2 separate regions of the Mus musculus genome follow, and region 1 is linked to region 2. Evidence: chromatin contacts called from public Hi-C data. All regions are on one chromosome and are shown on one strand. Each heading gives the region's core, a stretch centred on a gene start, on an enhancer-like site or on the middle of the called end of the contact. The rest is flanking DNA. Distances are from core to core; before and after follow the strand shown.

Region 1 (4,266 bases), core at 181-2,680, 120 kb before region 2:
GGTGTAAGTCTTAAGGTCTGCGTTAAGAAAGGGTCTTTCCCCATTTGTAGCTTTCCATCGTTTTTCTTGTTTTGCACATTTAGAGTTTTGACTATCGTGTGTTGAGACTTTCTTTTCCAGCCCAGTCTATTTGGTGTTCTGTAAGCTTCCTGCACCTTGACAGGCATGTCTTTCTTTAGGCTGGGGAAATGTTCTCCTGTAATTTAGTCGAAAATACTTCCTGTGCCTTTGACCTGGATTTCTTCTCAGTTTTTCTTTCTTTGTTTTTCTTTTCCTTCCTTCCATTCTCCCTTTCTCCTTCCTTTCCTCCCTTCCTCCTTCCTTCCTTTCTTTTTCTTGCCTTCCCCCACCCCTTCTTTCTTTTTGAGACAGGGCTTCTCTGCATAGCTTTGGCTATCCTGGAACTCTATAGACTAGGCTGGCCTTGAAATCACATAGACCGACCTGTCTCTGCCTCCCAAATTCTGGGATTAAAGGTGTGCGCCACCATTGCCAGGCTATGGTGGTTTCCTTTATTTATTCACGTTCTCTTTAGGACTTCTATCATACTCATAAAGACTAAATGTCTCTGCCTTGTGCTTCAGCTGTGTTGCAGCATTCATGGCCCGCTGTGGTCGGGTTGCTGGGCTCTCGTGGAGACATGCTGTCCGGTTATTGTGCTTTTACACTGGCATCTAGGCATCTGGGATTGGAATGACTGTAATTCTAGGTGCTCCTATCTGGCCTTGCCTTTGTCTTGTGGGTGTTTTGATCCCTGCTTTCTGTTGTCCTCTCTGTTCTGAGGAGAGAGTGCTGGCTGTGTGTTTGGTAGGGAGTTCTCCTGGGATCCTGATAGTGTGGCCACTGCAGGTTCTGTGTAAAGTTTGTCTATGTATTGGGAGCTGACACCTAGGAGTGGGAATAATGTAGGCGTGGTTAAGGGGGTTCACGGGAGGGAGGAAAGCAGGGCGTTCATTCCACCCAGATCTGCTCTGTCCCCTGTGAATGGTTTGGGGTGGGGCAGAGTATGTAGAGAGGCCACAGCAAGTAGTCTGTTTACAGAGCTGGGGATGACACTGGGGATTGGACACGGAGGGGAGGAGGGTGAGTGGAGATCACCTATATGCTTCATCAGCTTACTTGCTTCTCTGGCTGGCTTGCCTGGTGGGTTCTTAGAGAAATGCCCGCAGGGGTTGGGGACTGGGATAATGGGAGGAGTGGTGAGGAAGGCTGGGGAAGACCCCCTAGATCTGCTGCACAGGAGCATCTCAGCACGTGGCCGGCTCCACTGACCTCCTGCTGAGAGACGTTTGCATTTGTTCTTCTCTTGCAGCTGTCAGTAGCTGGGCACCTGGAAGCTGCCCAGCGAATAGCTCACTGCTGGGAGATTCTGTGACAGTGACAGATAGGGTGAGCTTCCAGACTGCTTAGGTCTCTAAGTGGGGTGACACAGCCTGGGTCTCTTCCTTCCTGCCCCTTCCCTCCCTCCCCATCCTCCTGACTCTCTAGCCTGACTGTGACCACCCCCAACTCCCGTGAGATTTGTGAATGAACCCCTGACCCAACAAATCTAAAGAGACAGGACTGCTCCAGGCTAGAATCTGTAGCCCTGCCCCTTCCCCTGGCTTGGTCAGGACCCTGCTCTCCTTGTCCCGCATAGTCATGTGCCCCAAGGTGGTGTTCCCGTGGCTTCCTTCCCTTGTGCAGCTAGGACTCTTCACCTGCCACTTGCTGGGTCTCGAGCTTCCTTCTACAGCAGGTCAGGCTCTGCCCTGTACCTCAGGATTTCTCCATGCTCTGTCTCCCCCCACTGAGGGTCTTTCACTTGTTCCCAATAGATGGGGGTGGGGTGGGGGAGAGACCATTTTCCTTTTTTTTCCTAATGAATGCAACAGGCGTCATCCAGTATGTGTCTCGTATTTGTCACTGGTGCCTTCTCCTCAGAAGCAGCTCTGTTCTGTTTTCGTTTCACTGGCTATCGTGTTTCTCAAGGGCAGGAGCCTTGTCATCCCCTTCAGGTGCCCCGTGGTTTATACAGGACATCGAAGCAGTTAGTGCTTGTTAGCTGTCGAAGCGTAGACAAGGGACCATTAAGTGGACTGATCTCTCCGCTTTCCTAGTCAGGATGATGGGTTGACCTTCTTCTCTCCCGAGACAGGGACTGTCCCCAAATTACAAGACAACACAGAGCGCAGGCAGGCCTTGACAGCCTCACAGCTGCCTGTGCACTGGACAGGAAGTGCTCTCTGTTTCTGTCATGCTCATGCGCACACACACGTCCAAGTGTGCGCATCCCCCCCCCCCCCCCCCCACACACACCTGGTCAGTGGTGTTTACTGATGGCTGTCACTCATCGCCTGTGCCTGGGTGCTGGGGTGTGTTTGCTAGTGTGGCTTCTTTCTTCAGGTGGCTAAGGAAATCTCAGAGAGGCCATGTGGAGAGTCCTGCCTCACAGTTCCCTCTCACCCTTTCCCCCGCCCCACTCTCCTCCCTGTGTATGCTTTTAAGCCTTATTTGCTTTTAAACCTCCCTGTCTTTGCTGTACTTACTCCTCATGTGATCTTTCTAGAAGGAGTGCCGTGTTTGCCCAGGAGTACTAAGATACTTAGTGGCAGGCCCTGTTATTGAAGGCTCTTTGAACACACACAGTCTTAGTGTACTGTGCTACACAGCCTGCAGGGGGGAAAGGTTTCATCTTGGATTTTTTTGAGATGGGGTCTCTCACTGGGATTAGGGGCTGGCCAGATAATCCCAGGTATCCCTCTGTTGCTACCTCCCCAGTGCTGAGTCTGCAAGTACACACCACCACGTCAGCTTTTCACCGGAGTTCAGAGCCCTGAGCTTAGGTCCTTGTGTTTGCACGAGCACACTGCTGAGCCATTCCCCAAGCCCCAAGCCCCAAGCTGTGGCTTTGGTCTTGTTTGCCTTTTGGGAGGAGGGGTGGGCATCTTGTTTCACTATTGTACCTGACACCATGGTGGGCATATTTCTGTCTTTTTTTGCTAGGTTTACCCACCAAGGGCTTTTTAGGTCGTCAGTTCTGAACATTTGTCTGCTCTTTGGACGAGTTGCCAAATTGCTTTCTGATAGGATTGATTGCGTGCTGTCGGCAGCAGCCTAATCCATCATGCACTGGGCGCCTAACTGTTCATTTGCATTTTCTTGGTTATTCTAAGGTTGATTATTTTTTCAGTGTTTGCAATTGAATCTCTTTCTTGTGAGCCCTTTTAAGAGGTCCGGTTTGAACCTCGTTTGGCTTTCACTGAGGCCTTGATGGGTTTGGTCAGAGAACAGCATCCTGCCTGTTGTACAAGTGAGATGCCCTCCTTTCCAGGACAGAGCTAGCTAGCCCTTAGCTCTAACCTAGGATAGTGTTTGTACGGCTGGCTTTGTGTGTCAATTTGAGTTATCACAGAGAAAGGAGCTTCAGTTGGGGAAGTGCCTCCATGAGATCCAGCTGTGGGGCATTTTCTCAATTAGTGATCAAGGGTGGGAGGACCCAGTGTGGGTGGTGCCATCCCTGGGCTGGTAGTACTGGGTTCTATAAGAAAGCAAGCTGAGCAAGCCAGTAAGAAACAGCCCTCCATGACCTGCTTGAGTTCCAGTCCTGACTTCCTTTGGTGATGAGCAGCAATGTGGAAGTGTAAGCTGAATAAACCCTTTCCTCCCCAATTTGCTTCTTGGTCATGATGTTTTGCGAAAGGTGTTGAAGTATGAAGACTCTGGTATGCTAATGATCTGTGTGTCACCTGTCTGGACAAAGAGCTTGGAAGGGTTAGGCCATCTCCCGAGAGTCTGCTGTGCTCTAGCCTAAAGCTGCCACTGATGAAAATCTGACCATGTTAGGCTATATCTCCTTAGCACGATTTAGATGTAAAACTATTGCTGGAGCCCTGAGAGATGATTTTCCTGAAAGATTAGCTTCTACTACTGAGTTAACAGTGCCATGGGAGATAGGCTTCCAGTCCACATGTGTGCTGGGCTCACTGCTCTTGACGTACCCCCGCTACGCTTTCCTTTGTCAACTGAGGCAAGCGGTTCCATACTTTGTGGACCCACGGCAGCTCTTACCTGGTCCTGCACAGGCAGGCACTGGCTGCTTTAATATGCATTCAGTGTTGGGAACTCCTAGGTACCCTGTCCTCCCTATCACCTTTCTTTCTCAGAATCTCCTTTCTTTTTTTCCAGAGAGGCAGTTTGGAAGGATATAGGCATGTCCTTGATGACCGATCTCACAGTTACTTCCTGAGAAGTCAGGAGTTGGGGTGGTTAGTGCCAGCAAGGCTG
Region 2 (4,337 bases), core at 218-2,717:
AACTCAGGAAATTCTTTCCACTCCCCAGACTTTGCTTTCCTCATCCGTCAGATGAGAATAGTAGAAGCGTTCATGCCCAGACTTGAAGCACTGGAGACTACTTCCAGCACTCAGTTCATACTGTACTCACACTTACAATGTGACCTGAAGGCTGCCACCAGGGCCAGACTGACGGAGGCTTTGTAGTCTTCACGCCCCAGAATTACGGTTGCACTTACAGCAGACTGCAGGGAGGAGACTGGAACCTGCTGTTGGGAAAGCTGAGACAAGACATGAACTTGAACTTTGTGCTTGGAATGGTTTGGAGTGGGGCAGAAGAAGGTTGTGGCAATGTGATTGACAGGTCTTAGGGACCATTAGGCCAAGGCAGGGGAGATTCTGTTTTCATCTGGTGGCTCTGGAGGGCGGGGCATGGTGGATGTGCTCATTCTGCAGCTGTCTGCAGCTGCCGTGCTACCCAGGCAGGTCTTAGAGGGCAGTGGCTGCTGTCTAAATGAGTGTGAGCCAGAAGTAGACATAGAACTGCTATCCTTGATAAGGGAAGTTTCCCTAAACTGAGGCAGCCACTCAAAGGAGACTCTGGAACAGGAAACGGGGCTACTGCTGCAATTTTGCTGACCCCTGTATCGGAGGACTTGCAAAGATGCTTGGGAGAGACCAAAGACGAAAAAGACATTACAGAAAGCAAAGGACAGTCCGTAGAAACAGCACAATCTAGGGAGGGGAACGTGTAAAGAGTTTGCTGAATTTACCAGTGTGGTATTTTATGACCTGACCGGGTTACTAGAAGTTTCATAGGCAAAAGACGCTTTATGTGTTGAATGGTCACCGGGATGAAGAAGCTAAGCACGAAGCAAAGCCACTCACTGAAGTTTGGTTTCGAAAGTTAGGAGAGGGGAGTTTTAGAAGTGTGTGGCTGAGTCCCCGTCGTCGCTGCTGCTTGGAGCCTCTGGCTCACGAGCCCTGCGCCCTGAGATGTGCATGTGAGGTAACTGTGCTGCCACAGACCTTGATGAGGGATATTTAAAGGGTGCGTCCTCCCTCACTTCTCCATTTGTTGTGTTCATTAAGAATTTAAGTTAGCTGCTCTGCTTTTTGTTAAGGTATTTTTAGTTTCTCAAAATTTCTTTGCACTTGTTAATTAATCCTAAAATTAATCCTACGTCCTCTTTTTTTACTCACCCCCACCCCCACCCTGCCGTAATTTCCAAGTCAGCTCTCTTTTTGCCTGTTTCTTCTTGACCCAGAGTTAATAGGTTTTTGCACCAACCTTCTCCATTCTGAGAGGTCTGAATTGGTAATTATAATCTGAGTGCCCCCTTCTCCAATCCTTGAAAGGAGATTTATTGAAGGCGGGGCCATAATGACTAACGGCAAAGCTTGGTGCATTCTGTATAGATAGCCAGACCCATCTGGTTTTCAGGACTCAGACAAGTCCCTTGGGGTTGACTTTCATTTAAGCATTTGCTGTCCCCGCATCCTGCCGCCCACATCCTTCCTGCCGTTTCCCCCCCAGCAAAGCCACCGCTCATTTGGTGCTTGATTTGGTGCTAAAATGGCATCCGATGAGGCTTAGAGTCTGCAGGGTGGTAGAGAGGCAGCAACACCCAGAGGGTCTGACACCCACGAGCTGGGGCTGCTTCCTCTCCACTGTGGGCACTGGAAGAGAGTGGAGCCATCAGCCCAAGCTAGGAAGGCAGCCACTGTGAGACAGGCCACTCCTTTGTGCTGTAAGGAGACACTCAGGCAAATCTGAGTAAGACATGATGATTCTGTGTGAAGATGTTATAGTGAAACCCATGATTTTGTATGTTAACTAAAAATATTTTAAGAGTTGGATAAAATTCTGGAGACATTGTGGTTACAATACCCATAATACCAGATTTACCCATCACCACATTTAAGTGTGCAGCCAAGTGGCATGAAATGGTCATACTGCACTGTGGGTGCCATTGCTGTCTCTTGCAGAACTCCATTATATTAAACACCCTCCCCATTTAATTATTTTGTAATGATAGTGCACTACAATGTAGCCTCTGATTCTTACTCATTCATTAAATATTCATTGACTGCCTACCTATTAAGGACTGGACTTAGCTCTGGGAATGCAAATCAAGTGAGTTAGGGACTATCTTTAAGGAACTGAGACTCTGGCAAGGAGTACAGCAGTGAAGATTCACTACCAGCCTCTGTCAGGGTTCTTGGGACAGCACAGAAGCAGAGCAGCTGGTCCCCTGGGGAGCCCAGAGGAGCCATGTGACTGGGGATCAGATGCATGTATAGAGAGGTGCAGTGGGCCATGGCTGTCTCTGCAGGGTTCATTTGATTTTTCTTAACACAGGAAACTGGAAATTTGCACTGTTGTGTTTCCTCTGGATCCTGCTGGTCCAGTACAGCGCCGTGTGGTACAAGTGTGTGTCTAACGAGAGAGGTTGCAGCTCACTGCAGATAGGTGGTGTTGTGGCCTAGCTGCTATCCTTGTGGTGTGCATAGGATTGGGGTGTGGCTCAGTCCAGAGAAGGCACATCACCCAACGCCTTTACCTCAGATTCGAGGATGCCAGGCTTAGATGTCAGGAAGGCCTTCTAGGCTCTGTGTGTGTGGTTGCTGTGACCATCATGGCAGCCTATCCCATGATGTGTGCACTGTTTCTGTGTTTCTTCGTGCTTCCTCTCCTCCTCTCTCTGTCCTTCTGAGGCTTAACCTTGCCCGGTTCAGATCGCTGTGTCTAGTGTGGCTATATATGGCCCCACTGAATGATGTTGCATTTCGGACAGTGAGGACCCGAGAGCAGATTGCCTACTGCTCTTTAGCCTTGTCATCTAAGGCAAGCCACGTGATCTCTTTGCGCTACAGCTTCTGTGGGTCAGGACCAGATCGGATTTCCCTCGCTGCTGTGTAAGCAGAGGTAGCATATGCAAAGTGCCTAAGCTCTGGCTTAGTTCTGAGGGGAGGACAGAGTTGTTCAGGTTCATGCTTTGCTTGAGATACAAGGTTCCTGCACTGTGCAGCTGGTCAGCCATTAGCCAGGAGATAAGCCATCGGCACCTCTGCTCCTCAGCTTCCTCCTCTATGAGTCAGGGATAGTAAGAGCTGCACCTGACAGAGCCAGGATGCTCCTCTGAGCACTGGACACACACGAAGGGACACAGTGAACACTCCACACTCAGAAAGCCACCACACAGCCTGGCATGTGTTTGGAGTCCTAGGAACATTTTCCCCCGTGGCTCTTGTTTCAGAAACTCAGGGTGGTGTGTGTCTCTGCCTGTCTGCCTCCTGAGCTTTAAACTTAGGGCAGGGGCATTGGGAACAGGGCCATCATGCTTCTGTTTACAGGCCTGTTTCCTCAGGCTTGCAGGGATGGAGGCAATGCAGCAGGCAGGTACCACACTGCACTGCAGTTCATCATCTTACCACACAGGGCTGCCTTTCCTTATAGAAAGCTCACAGAAGGTTTAGGTGTGCTGCGCACCTTCTAGAAGGCTCTCTCAAAATGAGGATAAGGTACCTGCTTTGCAGTTTCCATCCCTTTCCATGCCTTGTATTTGGCAGCCGTTGTGTTTACAGAGCGAGAATTCTAGCTTCCTCCCTTTCTGTAGCAAATGGCTTGGGTGGAATTCTGAAGAGGTCCTAGCCTCCTCTCTGAAATGCTGCTTATATATTATTCCGTATTCTTCCTCCAGGCTGAAGGTGGACATGACTCAGAGGCAGGTGGGAGGCAAGGCTTTGCAGGGGAGACACCCACAGTTCCTAATAACTCAGAGACCGACCGGTAGAATAAGGAGAAGAGGGTATAGATTTTGAAAAACAGTTCAAGAAACTTGTTGAGGTCCTTTTGCATGTAAGGCTGTTCTGGGGATTCTGCAGCTAATGACTGCAGGGTGCCCTGCCCTCCTGCCTACCTTCTAGTGAGAAGTAGCTGAGGCCTTTAAGATTTAAGCATTTTTTAATAGGGGATTTTTTTTTTTTTTTAGGTATTGGAGAACAAAAGAGAAAAGGCGGGGGGGGGGGCGACAGAGAGGGAGTCTCAGATGGCTGGGGTGGGTTACCATGCTGGGGAGATTGAGTGGTTGGGGCCTTCAGCTCCCAGACCGGCTTCAAGCTTCACAGTTCTATCCCTGAGATAGAAGCTACACAGAAGACAGAGACTGTTTGTCCACGCTGAACCGTTAGTGTTAGGATGTCACCTAGGTGATGACAGGTGATCTCAAAGTGGCTCTTCAGTGAACAAATGATTTAATGTGACAGCAGGCTGTCACCTGGCTTTCTTGAAGTATAGTTGGCTAAGCCGTGAAACCGTGAAGTCAGTCTCTGCCTGTCATTATAGGAGGAGAGGC

The links. A called contact is a pair of places that touch in the nucleus more often than the background predicts.
Region 1: a contact with region 2 is called in a Hi-C map of pre-B cells, with 2.7 times the contacts expected there. The contact joins two enhancer-like sites. A contact is called at or near these places in 1 of 15 datasets of contacts at CTCF or cohesin (pro-B cells), 3 of 484 Hi-C or Micro-C datasets (the C10 cell line, the HPC-7 cell line and pre-B cells), 6 of 115 datasets of contacts at active chromatin or transcription factors (the 230-238 cell line, the HPC-7 cell line, T-cell acute lymphoblastic leukemia and 3 more) and 1 of 9 other capture datasets (embryonic stem cells).

What each region holds. Positions count from the first base shown.
Region 1 is chr15:72,984,530-72,988,795 of GRCm38.p6, reverse strand. All of the region lies in intron 8 of Trappc9 (trafficking protein particle complex 9), which reads left to right. Among named protein-coding and RNA genes, the nearest start is that of Gm31665, 15 kb to the right of the region's middle. Within about 2 kb of position 1,430, at least 51 of the 459 cell types and tissues checked have an H3K27ac peak or open chromatin away from gene starts, as enhancers often do. A contact at or near this core is called in the HPC-7 cell line, pre-B cells and pro-B cells, where this site is marked.
Region 2 is chr15:72,862,816-72,867,152 of GRCm38.p6, reverse strand. All of the region lies in intron 16 of Trappc9 (trafficking protein particle complex 9), which reads left to right. Among named protein-coding and RNA genes, the nearest start is that of Gm41343, 33 kb to the right of the region's middle. Within about 2 kb of position 1,467, at least 86 of the 459 cell types and tissues checked have an H3K27ac peak or open chromatin away from gene starts, as enhancers often do. A contact at or near this core is called in the HPC-7 cell line, pre-B cells and pro-B cells, where this site is marked.